4 separate regions of the Hordeum vulgare genome follow, and regions 2, 3 and 4 are each linked to region 1. Evidence: chromatin contacts called from public Hi-C data. All regions are on one chromosome and are shown on one strand. The core of a region is the stretch at or near the end of the contact, and the rest is flanking DNA. Distances in the headings are between cores, read along the strand shown. Region 1 holds the start of LOC123402791. Region 2 holds the start of LOC123403239. Region 3 has its middle 96 kb from the start of LOC123402772. Region 4 holds the start of LOC123402772.

The links. Hi-C and Micro-C count contacts between places; a contact is called where the count stands out from the background.
Region 2: a contact with region 1 is called in a Hi-C map of seedling, with 5 times the contacts expected there. The contact joins the promoter of LOC123403239 here to the promoter of LOC123402791 in region 1. A contact is called at or near these places in 4 of 6 Hi-C or Micro-C datasets (leaf and seedling).
Region 3: a contact with region 1 is called in a Hi-C map of leaf, with 4 times the contacts expected there. The contact joins the enhancer-like site here to the promoter of LOC123402791 in region 1. A contact is called at or near these places in 2 of 6 Hi-C or Micro-C datasets (both in leaf).
Region 4: a Hi-C map of seedling shows a contact between it and region 1, with 6 times the contacts expected there. The contact joins the promoter of LOC123402772 here to the promoter of LOC123402791 in region 1. A contact is called at or near these places in 3 of 6 Hi-C or Micro-C datasets (leaf and seedling).

What each region holds. Positions count from the first base shown.
Region 1 is chr6H:157,131,051-157,134,815 of MorexV3_pseudomolecules_assembly, forward strand. LOC123402791 reads left to right here and starts at 2,153. Exons shown (of 1, transcript XM_045096753.1): 1 at 2,153-3,003. The coding sequence starts at 2,236. The coding sequence ends at 2,826.
Region 2 is chr6H:156,187,194-156,190,958 of MorexV3_pseudomolecules_assembly, forward strand. It overlaps LOC123403239, which reads left to right and starts at 2,184. Exons shown (of 1, transcript XM_045097184.1): 1 at 2,184-3,049. The coding sequence starts at 2,255. The coding sequence ends at 2,782.
Region 3 is chr6H:156,421,732-156,425,496 of MorexV3_pseudomolecules_assembly, forward strand. No RefSeq gene overlaps it. Among protein-coding and RNA genes, the nearest start is that of LOC123402772, 96 kb to the right of the region's middle. Within about 2 kb of position 2,195, at least 2 of the 3 cell types and tissues checked have open chromatin away from gene starts, as enhancers often do. A contact at or near this core is called in leaf, where this site is marked.
Region 4 is chr6H:156,517,922-156,521,686 of MorexV3_pseudomolecules_assembly, forward strand. LOC123402772 reads right to left here and starts at 1,708. Exons shown (of 1, transcript XM_045096732.1): 1 at 757-1,708. The coding sequence starts at 1,623. The coding sequence ends at 1,048.

The DNA of each region.
Region 1 (3,765 bases), core at 903-3,402:
TGGGCTATAGATGACATGGCAATAGCTTGTAGCCAGCAACTGACTATACTATTGTACTTGCTCTAAACGTTCTTATATTAGTTTACGGAGGGAGTACATCGTATTCAGCGGATAACGTTCCTGATGACCATGACTATTCAAGTCAACCGACGGATTCTTTTTACTTTTGTCTAACTGTTCAGCCGCACGCATGGCGACTGGCAGTGCCTCAGATGCACGTAATCGCGTTCTACTCAAGAATTTTCAAATCAAATTGCACTGGAAAGAAGGCAGCGAACACGACGTCGACAGGAGAAGCAGCAAGGAAGCGAGGAGTGAGGAAGCCGGCCGCGGGGTCAAGGATTAGCAGGCGGGGCGGGGGACGACAGGAGCCCAGAATCGCTTCTCTGTCGTCAGTCCTCGGCTCAGTTAAGCACGTCCCCAGATTGATCGGCCTTGCCTGCTATGAATCCGATACTGTACACCGCGCTGATGAATATTGACTGACGGAGTAGCTTTGACACTGATACAGGGGCGTTTTGGTCCTGGCCTCCATTAAGCGGATGTTTAGAGTTTATTACTGCAAAACACAGAGATAATAATAATGCAGTCTACTGTACCGTGTGTTTCAACTTTCTGAACTCCCAACTCGAAAGGAGGAGGCACCCGATCTTCGGGGAAATTTTGCACTGAACTGATTAATGGTGTTGTCTACCTAATTGGTTCGATAGCAGCATTTACAAAAGATGCATGTCGTTGACTCTTATCTTCTTCTAGTACTAGTACCTATGATAATTATTACTAAATCTGATTAATCATATGAATAGTCCAGACAGTGAAAACGGAATGAGCCAGACAGCCAGGCCATGATTGGCAACTAAAATTCTTTCCTTAGCGGTCAGGCGTATCACTGTCTTGAGCATCCACGACTGATCGATGGAGAAAGGCAACGAAGCGACGACCACGACCACGACCCAGATCACCGCAGTCCGCAGAGGCATCAATCTTACCTACTTGTCGGGCCGGGGGCGTTGAACAGTAATCGCCCGGCCACAGCCGGTTACCGCTGAGGTCCAGATAATATCATCCCGTTGCGGCTGGCGATGGAAGCGCTGGCGAAGCCGCGGCGCCGGCGCGTGCGGGAAAATGAAGCCCGTGGAGATTGTTTGGGGCGCACGGATGCGCTGACGCGATCGTCCATTGTCCGGATGAGTCACTCTCACCGGTCAGTGTTCGCGGAGGAATAAGCAGCTTCTGTCCGGCGGAGGAATAATCGTCGCTGTCTGCATGCCAGGTTTCCAGATTAAATGGTGAAACAGTGGGTACCTATCTGGCACATGCACAAACGCGGCAATGGCGTGCGTCAGCGCCCACGATAGCTCCCCTGGCTTTGCTTTCCCCTTCTTGCCTTGTGAATTTTGCATTACAATGACTGTAGAGATTTAGTTTTGTAGATTGGCGAAGATTATATTTAACCAAGCTATGTTTCTATTTCCCGGGGACGAAGCCAACATACAAACATAGAAGGGGGCAAGTTTGTTTATGAAGGATGCAAAGTTTATATAAAGTAACAAAAATTTGCTACAACAATCATTATTATAATAGAAAAATCAATTTGTTAGGGGGTCTAGCCCCCACTTGTCCCCCCTAGAATTGTCCCTGCTATTCCCTGAGAGGAGATTGCTTGGCAGGATCTACATCTGCAGATATACACACTACTCCTACTTTTCAATGCAACGCAATGATACATGCTATTTTTTCCCTTGCGTGACTCTATGAGATGTGAGAGTTATAAAGGTTCAAACATCCATGGGGTGTACGTTTATGCGGCCAACTATTACACGGAAGGCTGAAAAAAAATGCGTTCAGTCGAATTAATCTAGATTCTTGGATCAAAATCGAACCTTCACTTCCTCCTCCTCCTCGTCCTTAGCTAATGAACAGTGTAAAGTAGTGAGTATTTTGCTCCTCAAAATCTAGTGCATGTGATTTTTTTTATACGAGGCTGGACAGAATACTGGTGCTCCAAAAGTTTTCTCTAAAAAGGAAAGGGAAGGAATTTCCAAGCAGTGCATGTGCAGTTACACAATTGGACAAGAAGCAAAGGATTGAAATGATATGTCTCCCTTTCCTTGTCACTTCTCTGATCTCAGCACATAACCTCTATATATACGCCACCATCCATTAGTCCCTCCACATCAAGTCCCAACGAACCCCAAAAAATATTCTCAGCACTTGCACCCAGGCAAAGATTCCATGGGAGCGAAGCTTTCCTGCTTTTCCAACCACCGAGGCGGCCTCTCGCAGCAGCCACGCCAACCGGCGCCTGTCAGGGTCATTGCCGCGGACGGTTCGCTGAAGGAACTCCCGGCCAGCCCAGGCGTCACCGTCTCCGACGTCCTCGGCGGCAGCGCCGCGTCCTTCTTCGTGTGCAACTCCGACGCGCTCTACTTCGACCAGAGCCCTCCGGCGCTGGCATCCGGCGAGGTACTCCGGCCGGGACAGATATACTTCGTGCTCCCGGCGGCGTTGCAACGGCGGCCGCTGTCGAGCGCCGAGATGGTCTCGCTTGCGGTGCGCGCGAGCTCGGCGATCGCGGACAAGAAGCCGCAGCAGAGGCGGGGGCGCTTCAGCGGCGGGAAGAAGAAGGTGCGCGTCATGCCGGTGCACGAGGAGTTGGAGGACGGCGAGGACGTTCTGCTGAACGAGAAGCTTAACGAGCGGACGCTCGGGGAGTTCGCTGTGTCGCCGAAGAGCGAAGAAAAGATCGCCGTCGTGGGAGCGCGGTCGCGGCTGAAGATGAAGCTGAAGCGCGCTCTGAGTATCATTCAAGAGGTTGCTGAATGAAGCGTACCTCAAAAAGTTGTAAATACTACTACTACTAGTGTTTTTTTATTTTAGTTTTTGGTTTTGTTTGAAGCCCAAATATTTAATTGGTTTAGTAGATTTAGGATAACAAGAACATGAATTCTGCGAAACAGTATGTGAATACGTGTCGTTCCTAAATACTTTTTCCGTCCGAAATTATTTGTCGCAAAAATTTATAAAGTAGGATGTATCTTAAAATAAAATACATCTAGATGCATTCATTCTTGTGACAAGTATTTTCGGACGGAGCGAGTATAGTTTCTTTTTTAAGCTTTGACTAGAGCACTACATACACTTTAGAGTATAGATTTACTCATTTTGCTCCGTATGTAGTCTTCAGACATATAGACATACTTTAGACATATAGACATATAGATATACTTTAGAAATACTTTAGACATATAGATATACTTCAGAATATAGATTCACTCATTTTGCTCCATGTGTAGTCTTCTGATGAAATCTTTAAAAAGATTTATATTTAGGAACGAAGAAAGTATAATTCACTAGAACTAGAATACTAGTATATGGAAAACTACAGAATGCAAAATAATTTTTGAGTTGTTAAATTTTTAGCAGACTCTATACCCCACAGTGCGGGATCGTTGCTGGCGCTGAAGAAACGGGATAGTGGCATTTCACGGTATGGTCGGGGCGGCCGTTCCGAGGAAGACTGGACGGCGATGCGAGCACGATAGTGCCGCTCATCGCGGGAGGCGAAAGCAGTCGGTTAGAGGCTTAAAGCATCCACAATTGGATCCCTGGAGAAGATGTGCTTGCTTCATTCAGGCGCAGTGCATGGTCATTCTTTGTTTGGACATGACACAAGAGGATCGGCCCCTTTCCCCGCGAAGGTGGACCTGTGTGCTAGGCTGAAGAGACGGGTGATTAGCCTTGCAGTCCTGTAAAGGGTACGTA
Region 2 (3,765 bases), core at 934-3,433, 940 kb before region 1:
CCATGTTTTTAAAAATATCTAATTATCTATCCCTAATAATAAAGCAGCTATTGCTTCTGTAGTCCGTCATTAAAATTGCCCCTGAAGTTGACTGAAATTACCCACCAATGCCACCCATAAGTTGCATACCGATTCGTTCTTTTAACTCTGATTCAGTTCTTCGATTAAAAGAGAGCAGTCCCCTTTCATCACAAGCACATCATCAGCCAAACTGGTTCGGTGGTCATATTTTCATTCTCGAGACCGCAGTTCGATCCCATCATCTTCTAATTTCTCCCACCTTTTCTCATTTAGTACTGGGCGGCCAACATCATTTTTTCTTCTTTCTTGCACTTTCTCTGTGTTTTATTTTTATTTCTCTTTTGGCTTTATTTCGATAAACTTTGCAAAAACGTAAATCATCGATTAAAGAAGTGTTAAATTTATAGATAAAATAGTTCCATATACACAAAAATGTACAATGTGTATAGATAATAATAATATAATTTTCTTTTATTTTCAAAAAAATGATCATGTATTTGAAAAACTTTAAATGTGGAAAAATGTTTCCAAAGCATAATAAAAACATATACAAAAATATACAGTGTGCATGGAACAAAGTAGACTTAAAAAAGATATTTTTTCCAAAAATGTTAATCGTCAAACATGTATTAAACGTGTATATATATAATGTTTGTGATGTCACCCGCAAAAAAATGTTTTTAATGTATAAAAATGTACAATGTTGCTTATACAAGCTTTACGTAAACCAATGGCTTAACTTTGAATTTTTATATTGTTTTAAACTGTTTTGCTGATTTTAAAAAAAAATATCGATGTTCATACGCAACCTTGAACATTTGGCATGCATATACGTATGAATTGATTAGTTTTTTTTGAAGTTGTGTAATATTTTTGCAACCAAATTAGGACTTCACTTGGATTACAATTACAAACCAAATATATCAGCAAGACAAAAATAATACTCTTACGCATATGTCATCATTAATTAATAAAACATACTTTACTATTTTCATCATAATGTAAATAATTGTGGGCATCACTGAGAAGGAGAGAGACCATACAACTTGAAACATCAGGTAAGATCATATCCATATTTACTTATTATATGTTCATTAATAATATAAGTTCATAAGACATAAATATAATTTTTTGAAATACATGTAATCAATATTCTTTCAGGTTTTTATTTCTTGATTTGTTCATTAAATATGCATCGAGTTGGTGTATACTCCGTTTGTAACTAAGCATACTGAACGTACTAAATTTTTCTGACACACAGAGAGAGACAGAGAGAGACCTTAGGACTGACCACATTCAAATGTGTTTTCGTTGTGTGAGCACTCAGGTCACTATCAGTAACATAAATGTGATGCCATTTGGAACTAAAAGATGCGGGCCTGTTAAGTCGTGGTTATTGAATTAAAAATGTGTGTTATTTTTTTTCCGTTGCAACCCACGGGCTCTTTTGCTAGTACTCCCCCCGTTCCTAAATATAATTCTTTTAACAGATTTCACTAAGAGTCTACATACGGAGCAAAATGAGTGAATCTATACTTTAAAATATGTCTATGTATATTCGTATGTAGTCTACTAGTAGAATCTCTACAAAGACTTATATTTAGGAATGGAGGAAGTAGAAGATAATGGTAAGAGATGTCTTATCATAAACTTTTTTTTGTTATTTTTAAATAAATGCAAGATTTAAGATAAAACTATTTTATCAACCATTATACATGACTTAATGAATTTGGTGCTACCGCCACCGTATTGGGAACGCGTCCGACCACAATATTGTCCACACGTAATGGCTAGGTGTTTCCATCGGTCCGCCGCTTTCACGCTCGGAACTTTTTTTTTATCGCGTTCGAAGCACGGCCGCCGAAAAGTCCGTGGCTGATTGTTTGGGGCGCACGGTTGGCATCAATGGCTAGGTGCGTACGCACGCGGTGATGCGAGCACGGATGCGCCGGAGATGATGGAGACACATGGTGCCATGGTGGGTGGCTGACAGGTCAGGTACACAGGAAGTTCGCGAGTGTTGACTCGGGTGTGTGCCACTCGTCGCCGAGTGAGGAATGAGCTCCTTTTTTCTCGTGTGAAGGAATAGTCGTCGCTGTCTGTGTTCACACGGCACCCACCTCTACATATTACATCACCTCCTTTTCGTCTCCACATCCAACATCCAAAGTTCAAACGAAGTCGACGATAAAAAAACTCACACTTCCACGCACGGCACACCTGCAAATATTCCATGGGCGCCAAGCTTTCCTGCTCTTCCACCCACCGAGGAACCCTCTCGCAGCAGCCACACCATCCGGCGCCCGTCAGGGTCATCGCCGCCGACGGCTCGCTGAAGGAGCTCCCGGCGAGTCCCGGAGTCACCGTCTCCGACGTTCTCGGCGGCGACGCCACCTCCTTCTTCGTGTGCAACTCCGACGCGCTCTACTTCAACGAACCCCCACCGGCGCTGGCCTACGACGAGCTGCACCGGCCGGGTCAAATATACTTCCTGCTCCCGGCCGCGGTGCTCGGGCGGCCGCTCTCGAGCGCCGACATGGCCGCGCTGGCCGTGCGTGCGACCGCGGCCAAGAGGCCTGAGCGGCGCGGCGACAGCGAAGACGTCCTGTTCAACGTGAAGCTTAACGAGCGGACGCTCGGGGAGTTCGCGGTGTCGGTGAGTCCGGCGAAGAAGAGCAACGGGAAGCTCGCCGTGCGGTCGCGGCTGAGGCTGAAGCGTGCTCCGAGCAGTGCCAGTGAGCGTCATACAGGAGGCTGCTGACTGAAGCAATTTTTGTTCCTTCAAATTTGGAACCATTCTTAATTCCTGAGTCCTAACACCTAAGCCTAAGTCAACGTTAAATTGATTTTTGTAGATTTAGGCCGGAAAGAAAGAAACGAAACTGGGAAAGATATTGTAAATATCTCCCCGTGTGTATATACGGTACAATAGAAAATGCCAACAAACTGATTCCTGAGTTGTTATCTAATTTGTATGGTATTTTGTTTATTTGCGTAAAATATATATTGTATATTTTTTTCTGTTTTATATCTCCTACAATGAAACTAGTTTAAATATGGGACCGAACTATCTTGGCATGAATGCGAAGCTACTCATCCCATATATTGTTGTTGTGTTATATGCAAGCATCCGCAATACAGTTGTGACGAGAGAATCAAATCCTTCCTATGATGTTCTTTTTTTAAATGAACAAGTCATCGTAGGACTGAATACCATTATGGAAGCGATCAACACGAGCGAAAATTATTCGCGAAAAGGGCACCAGGGGCAAAGTTGTCCATGAATGTCAAATGCCCACATGCTATGTTCTAGTTGGGCACTTGATGACCCTTGATCAAACCCTTGAAATTGAGAATAATCCTCCTCATCGGCCGAATCATCGGATGACACAACATAGTGCTCATATATGTATTTCCATAGTCAAATTCATTTATTCAAAGAAGGGACAAAAATTTAACACGAAAATTTCAACAAACACTTGTCGGGCGCTCCTCCTCCCCCCACCCCCAAGCGCGTAGGGATAGATAGTACGTACCTACGCAACGGACGAACAAGATGTGTAGACCGGGGACACGGGACAAACGACCTGCCGACCGGCTGTAGCCATGGAGGCCACGGAGGTCCGGGAAGGGCTTGGCGGGCAACCGGCGTGGTAGAGCGGCAATGTCGGCAAGGAAGGAAGAGGATAGAGAGCAAGAGGGGAAGTATGAAGATGCAGGGTCCGAACTAATGGGCCGGGTTGT
Region 3 (3,765 bases), core at 945-3,444, 710 kb before region 1:
TCTTACCATTTTGTTAAAACATTATTAGTAAAAGAAGCCACACTAGCCATTGTTGAAAGCACACAGTTAAATTGGTTGGACCAAAATGTCTATATGATAAAAGAAGCATACATGGGCAATGGTTGAAGCAAAGTTTACTATCATGGAAACACATATAAAAAAAAGGTTCACTGATGACTGAAATGTATGTACAACAACTACAGTGAAAGAAGCAAACACCAATCGTGGTTGAAGCGTACACAAATACTAATTGAAGCACAAATAAATACTGGTTGAAGGAGAATGTATATACATTAAAATAAGGGCACAGTGGTAATGGCTGAAACATAAATTCACTACCATGGATATCTATGCAAGAAATAAGGATAAAAGGCAAGGAGACCACCCCAGTACAAGCTCGACGGGAGTTAGGATACCTTGCTACCTTCCATGTGCTGCTTATAATCCGAGAACACAATCATACAACACAGGTAGAAAAATCCTTTGAATAAATACGAACAAAATGGGGGAGATCTCTAGAATGCTTACAAGGCAATGTTTACAACAGAAATGCAAAAAAGAAGAAGTAGTTTTCATGGAAGCAACTATTTAAACAGAAGAAGCATATGAACTAAAAATTATATGTTACTAAAAAGAAGATGGGGGCATAGAATTTGAACTACAAGATCTGGACATAAAGGAATCATACGCTAGCGAAGGAGATGAGAGGTGAAGGAAGACATCCGGATACATGCAACAACAACCTTCGCCGCGCCGCTGAAAAGCCTCCCCTTGTCCTAGTGTGCGGTTGTTGAAAGCCAACAAAGAGTTCTAAATCGGCGACGGCGCAGCAGGGTGGGGATGGATGAGCATAATCTCGGCAAGATCTTTACCTTGGATTAGGGAGGAAGATGTGTACTGCAGAGAACGACTGGGAGGTGGGCTCGTCGATGAATCAATGGAGAACGGCGTACCTGTGCTCTGGATCGGAAGTGCTGAATAGACGGGGATGATGGGCCTGAAGGAATAGAATGCGGGGTTGTGGGAGGTGGAAGCAACAATTAATTCCACAAGGGAGGACCGACGCAAGAAATTAGGAAAGAGTTATGGGAGGTTACAACAGAATTTGTTACAACATTATGGCTGTGGGATAAAACATAATCAACGGCAAACGATTGGTCTGACGATTTCTTTCCATCAGACGTATGATGAGAAGCGTTTCCCTTTGATAAAGAAGTGAAACTGCATCGAAGAGAGAGAGATGCCTATGTATTCTTTTTGGGAAGACCTAGAGCCATCATTGTTGAGCATAAGTGCAGTCCTAAAGCAAGTGGTGTAGAAATTCTGTACAATTTTCATTCCAACTTATAACAAAAGACTTCTTTCTAAGTAATCCTTTTGTGTTTACTCGATTATAAAGAGTCGGCCAAACGACAAGTTTTGCCTAATTCTACTTGCAACTTTTCTCACAAAATTATCTAGTAAGAGTGTGTACAGTTGGACCCCTTAAATCCGTCTCAAACACTCGAGTAGCCCACCCAGTCCGTGACCGGTCACAAAAATTTGATCCAATCAGACCCCTCATACTCATCTGAAATACCCGGACTAACCAACATCCCTTTATTCATTTCAAATATGGGGATGATAGAAGGGTTCGCGGACGAGCCCGGGCAATCCTAGTCAATCCATTTCGTAGGACACGATTCCACCCCGAACCACCTTTTCTATTTTTTATTCATTTTTTTTCTTTTTCATCAATCATGAGTGACCGAACATGTAAGAAAAAATATGAAAGGTACGGCTGCGCAGACGAAAAAATAAAGGCTTAAAAGGAACATACCCGATGAATGATCGAACGCGTTTGTGGATATTTGAGGACCGGATTTACAAGTTGGACTGTAGATGCTCTAACAAAAATTAGTAGAACAAACATTTAATCAGAAACAGTGTATGATTTTCAGTTGATCAACATGTTTAAGAGTAGTAATGGATTTGCTGCTGCCGCCAGTATATTGGGAACGCTCCTGGCCACAGTACTGTCATCTCGCATCGGTCCGCCGCTTTCACGCACGGAACATTCTCTTATCGCGTTCGAAGCACGGCCGCCGAAAAGTCTGTGGCTGATTGTTTGGGGCGCACGGTTGGCCTCGATGGCTAGGTGCGTACGCACGCGGTGATGTGAGCACGGATGCGCCCGGAGATGATGGGGACACGCCGGTGCTATGGTGGGTGGCTGACAGGTCGGGCATACAGGAAGTTTGCGAATGTTGACTCGGGTGTGTGCCACTCGTCGCCGAGTGAGGAATGAGCTCCTTTTTCTCGTGTGAAGGAATAGTCATTGATGTCGGGTTCCCATGCCTTTTCGTCAGTGCACACGGCACCCACCTCTACATATACATCACCTCCCTTTTTTTTGCCGGAAAAGGGAGTTTTCGTTGCAATGTTATAGTGTTACAATCAAGAGGCCACAAATTCTCAATACAAGGTGGAGCCGACTGTAACCACACAGCTGTGGTTCTCTCGGATCGGTTGTACGTGGCCAAACGATCTGCGACACAATTCTGATTACGGTGAATTTTCTGGGGTAAAAACTCCCTCGTACTCATCAACTCTTTAATCTCAAGAACCAACTGCCCATAAGCTGACTTCACCAGGCCATTATTAGACAGGATTGAAAGAGCTTGAGCTGAATCTGATTGAACGACCACCGGAAGCGAAGTATTTTGTATAGCCAACGCCATCCCTTGCATGAGGGCGTGTATTTCCGCTTCTAACGGATCATTGCAATGAAAGATATAACGGTACGCTGAAAAAATAATCTTGCCTTTATCATCGCGGAGTATCATGCCAGCAACAGCTGACCCATCGGAGTCCAGGAAGGACCCATCGACGGAAAGGGCAACGTAGCCCGGCTGGGGCGCAGGCCATGGCATAGACGGGGGTTTCACTTTGTGTATATGAACTGAGCAATCGACAGATATTGGCATTTTTCCTTTGATTATTTCCTCCGTGCTAAAACGGCCAGCTAGTTTGATGGACCTGTAATAGCTGTCGAGGAACTCCACCGTGACAGCCGTTGGTGGGATTTCCTTGCCATGTGATTGATCTGTACGCAGTTGCCAAATTCGCCAAACTACCATGATCACCATGTCCGTTACCACATCAGTACAGTTTACCAGCAACTGTAGTAACCATTCCTTGCCACTGTCAATTAGAAGCTCATCAGAGGGGAGAGGCCATCTAGTCCTCATATGCAGCCAGATTAGACACGCGTTTGTGCAAGCAACTAGCGCGTGAAAGGAGCCCTCCTCTTCCACGCCACATAAGGGACAGGTGGAGTGCGTGGATATATGTCTGAACTTCTTGCATTGCGTTGTTGGTAGGGCGCCGAAACTACCTTCCAAGCTGTGATTTTCATCTTCTGGGGTATTGAAGATTTCCACACAGCATTCCAACTTGATCTCACTCCACTTGGTGTTGAACATGAAGCTCCCCCCGCAAACGCTATGTTATGATCATATGTGGCAAGTCTGTAGGCACTCTTGACCGAGAATTGTCCATTCTTCTCTAGGAACCACGAAACGAAATCACAACGCTGTCGTGGGGACGTCCTTATTTTCACAATATAATCGATATCCATAGGCTAGAAATTCTCTCTCAATCGATCCATCCGCCATGCATCGCTTTCATCCAAGAACTCTGACACACGGTTCAGCCGGGATGTGCGCTTAGGAGTAATAGGGCGGAACGAGGTTGCTCTTGGGATCCAAGGGTCTCGCCAAGTAC
Region 4 (3,765 bases), core at 458-2,957, 610 kb before region 1:
ATGAACTAAGAAATATAATAATAACTAATTTATTATTGCCTCTAGGGCATATTTCCAACACTTCTATCTTCCATGCGAAGGATGCCACCAGTTTGAATCCGAAGCTTGGGAGGACACGCGCAACTAGATGCCAAGAATATTCGCCCAAAATGGGGCTGGGTCCATCGTGAAAAACTGGCGGGTCGCGGCATCCACCCCACGCGCGTCACTGCATTCATTGGTTGGCCGCTCCTCTCCTTTCTCTGCTCCGCCGACCGCTCCTCTCCTTCCTCCGCGTCGACGGCCGCTACTCTCCTTCCTCCACGTCACCGGCCGCTCCTCTTCTTCCTCTGCGTCGCCGACCGCTCCTTCCCTTCCTCCGCTCCACTGGGCACTCCGCTCCTTCCTGTGCGTCGTCGCTCATTTCTCTCTCTTCTGCGTCGCCGACCGCTCGTCTCCTTCCTTCGTGCTGCCGAGGCGGAGAAGGATTCCTTGAGGAGCGGCGCAACTACACTGGAGGTTCTCTGCACCCTTATCCTTCATTTGTATCCCTCAAACCAAACAAAACATATGATAACATTACCCTTTCAATCAAACAAAAAAAGGACTATCCCTTATCACGTGGTTGGGATACTCTCAACCACCCTAACATGTCCCTGTAACCAAACGCATCCTAAGAAAGTTCGAGAACCCATTTTGTTTTCCCACCTAGAGATGCACTACTTGCATCGTAGCAGACAAAGCAGGAAAAATATATATAGTGAGATGACACCAATATTACAAATACAGATTAGATAACAACTCAAGAATCAGTTTTTCGCATTCCTGGTAGTCTTGCATCTATCGTAGTACTATACACACAGGGAGATATTTACAGTCTCTTTCCCAGTTTTTTTCTTCTTTCCGACCTTAATCTACATAAAACTATTTAATATCGACTTAGGCCGTTAGGCCTCAAGAACTAAGAATGGTTCCAAAATTTGAAGGGAAAAAAATCAACAACACAATCTTTCTCTCGGAGAAATGCGTCAGTCAGTCAGCAGCCTGCTGGATAATTCTCGTTTTTTTTCAGTCAGAAGCCTCCTGGATGATGCTCAGAGCACGCTTCAGCCTCAGCCGCGACGGGGCGGCGAGCTTCCCGCTGCTCTTCTTCGCCGGACTTGACGACACCGCGAACTCCCCGAGCGTCCGCTCGTTAAGCTTCTCGTTGAACAGGTCATCCTCGCTGTCTTCCACCTCCTCGCGCACGGGCATGACGCGCAGGTTCTTGTTGCCGCCGCGCCGCCGCTCAGGCCTCTTTGCCGCGATCGCCGCGCTCGCGCGCACGGCCAGCGCGGCCATGTCGGCGCTCGAGAGCGGCCGCCCGAGAACCGACGCCGGGAGCAGGAAGTACATTTGTCCCGGCCGGAGCAGCTCGTCGGAGGCCAGCGCCTGTGGGGGCTCGTTGAAATAGAGCGCGTCGGAGTTGCACACGAAGAAGGAGGCGGCCTCGCCGGCGAGAACGTCGGAGACGGCGACTCGGGGGCTGGCCGGGAGCTCCTTCAGCGAGCCGTCGGCGGCGATGACCCTGACGGGCGCTGGCTGGTGTTGCTGCTGCGAGAGGGTTCCTCGGTGGGTGGAAGAGCAGGAAACCTTGGCGCCCATGGAATCTTTGCAGGTGTCCCGTGCGTGGAAGTGTGAGTTTTTTTATCGTCGACTTCGTTTCAGCTTTGGATGTAGGATGTGGAGACGAAAAGGAGGTGATGTATATGTAGAGGTGGGTGCCGTGTGCACTGACGAAAAGGCATGGGAACCCGACATCAATGACTATTCCTTCACACGAGAAAAAGGAGATCATTCCTCACTCGGCGACGAGTGGCACACACCCGAGTCAACATTCGCGAACTTCCTGTATGTCCGACCTGTCAGCCACCCACCATGGCACCGGCGTGTCCCCATCATCTCCGGGCGCATCCGTGCTCGCATCACCGCGTGCGTACGCACCTAGCCATCGAGGCCAACCGTGCGCCCCAAACAATCAGCCACAGACTTTTCGGCGGCCGTGCTTCGAACGCGATAAGAGAATGTTCCGTGCGTGAAAGCGGCGGACCGATGCGACATGACAGTACTGTGGCCGGGCGCGTTCCCAGTATAGCGGCGGCGGCGGCGGCAAATCCATTACTACTCTTCAACGCGTGGATCAACGGAAAATCATACACTGTTTTTAATTAAAAGTTTGTTTTACTAATTTTTGTTAAAGCATCTAGAGCCGAACATGTAAATCCGGTCCTCAAATGTCCACGAACGTGATCGATCATTGATCCAGCATGTTCGTTTTAAGCATTTATTTTTTTGTCCATGCAGCCGCATTTTTCATTTTTTTTATATGTCCGACCACTTGAACGTTATTGTTGAAAAAAAAACGAAAAAATGAATAAAAATAGGAAATGTGGTCCGGGATGGAATCGCGTCCTACGAAACGGATTGATCGGCCGTGCCCGGGCTTGTCCGCGAGCCCTCCTATCGTCCCCATATTTAGAATAAATACGAGGGTTGTTGGTTAGTCCAGGTGTTTGAGATGAGTATCAGGTGTCTAACTGGATTGATTTTTTATGACCGATCACTGACCGGACGGACTACCCAAGCGTTTGAGGCGGATTTAACGGGTCTAATTGTAGACGCTCTTACTAGATAATTTTGTGAGAAAAGTTGCAAGTAGAATTAGGCACAAACTTATCGTTTGGCCGACTCTTTATAATGAAGTAAACACAAAAGAATTACTTAGAAAAAAGTCTTTTCTTATAAGTTGCAATGAAAATTGTACAGAATTTCTACACCACTTGCTTTAGGACTGCACTTATGCTCAACAATGATGGCTCTAAGTCTTCCCAAAAAGAATACACACGCGTCTCTCTCTCTCTTTGATGCAGTTTCACTTCTTTATCAAACACAGCCTGAAAATATTGTCATGGACATCATTAATTTGGGCTCCTGAAATTTATGGTTTCACAGGAATGAAAAATTCTTCAAGAAATGAAATGTCAAGCCTTCCTTCTTGGAAGTTTAAGCTCAAGCAGGATCTCAAGCTCGTTAAGCACAGGACTGTTGGAATCTGATCACATATGGTCCAACCCAATTTCAGAATTCCTCATAAATTTTAGATGCACATTAAGCCTATTCATGCGAGGCAAAAGGTCTTAAATTTAGTTCCACATTGCTAGTTTGATAGGAGTTGGACCTTTTTATAAGGGAGAATGTTTCCCCACATGTATGAACATGAGAACAAGAGAGACATATGTTGGGGTTCGTAGTAATTTCAAAAAAAATCCTACGCCATGCAAGGATCTATCTATGGAGAAACCAACAACGAGCAAAGGGGTATAGCATCTTCATACCTTCGACGATCGCTAAGCGGAAGCGTTACTATGAACGCGGTTGATGTAGTCGTACTCGCAGCGATTCAGATCGCGGTGGATTTCGATCTATGCACCGAACGACGGTGCCTCCGGGTTCAACACATGTGCAGCCCGGTGACGTCTCCTATGCCTTGATCTAGCAAGGAAGAGGGAGAGGTTGAGGGAAAGCTCCGGCAGCACGACGACGTTGTGAAGATGGAGCTACGTGGCACTCCGGCAGGGCTTCGCTAAGCACTACGGAGGACGAGGAGGAGGAAGAGTATGGCTGCGCCGTGGAGAGATCAACTGTGTGTCTCCAAAAGGCCAAAACCCTCACTAGTGGGGACGGGGCCTTTAGCCCCGGCCCGTAAGGGGCTTTAGTCCCGGTTCACCAACCGGGACTAAAGGGGCG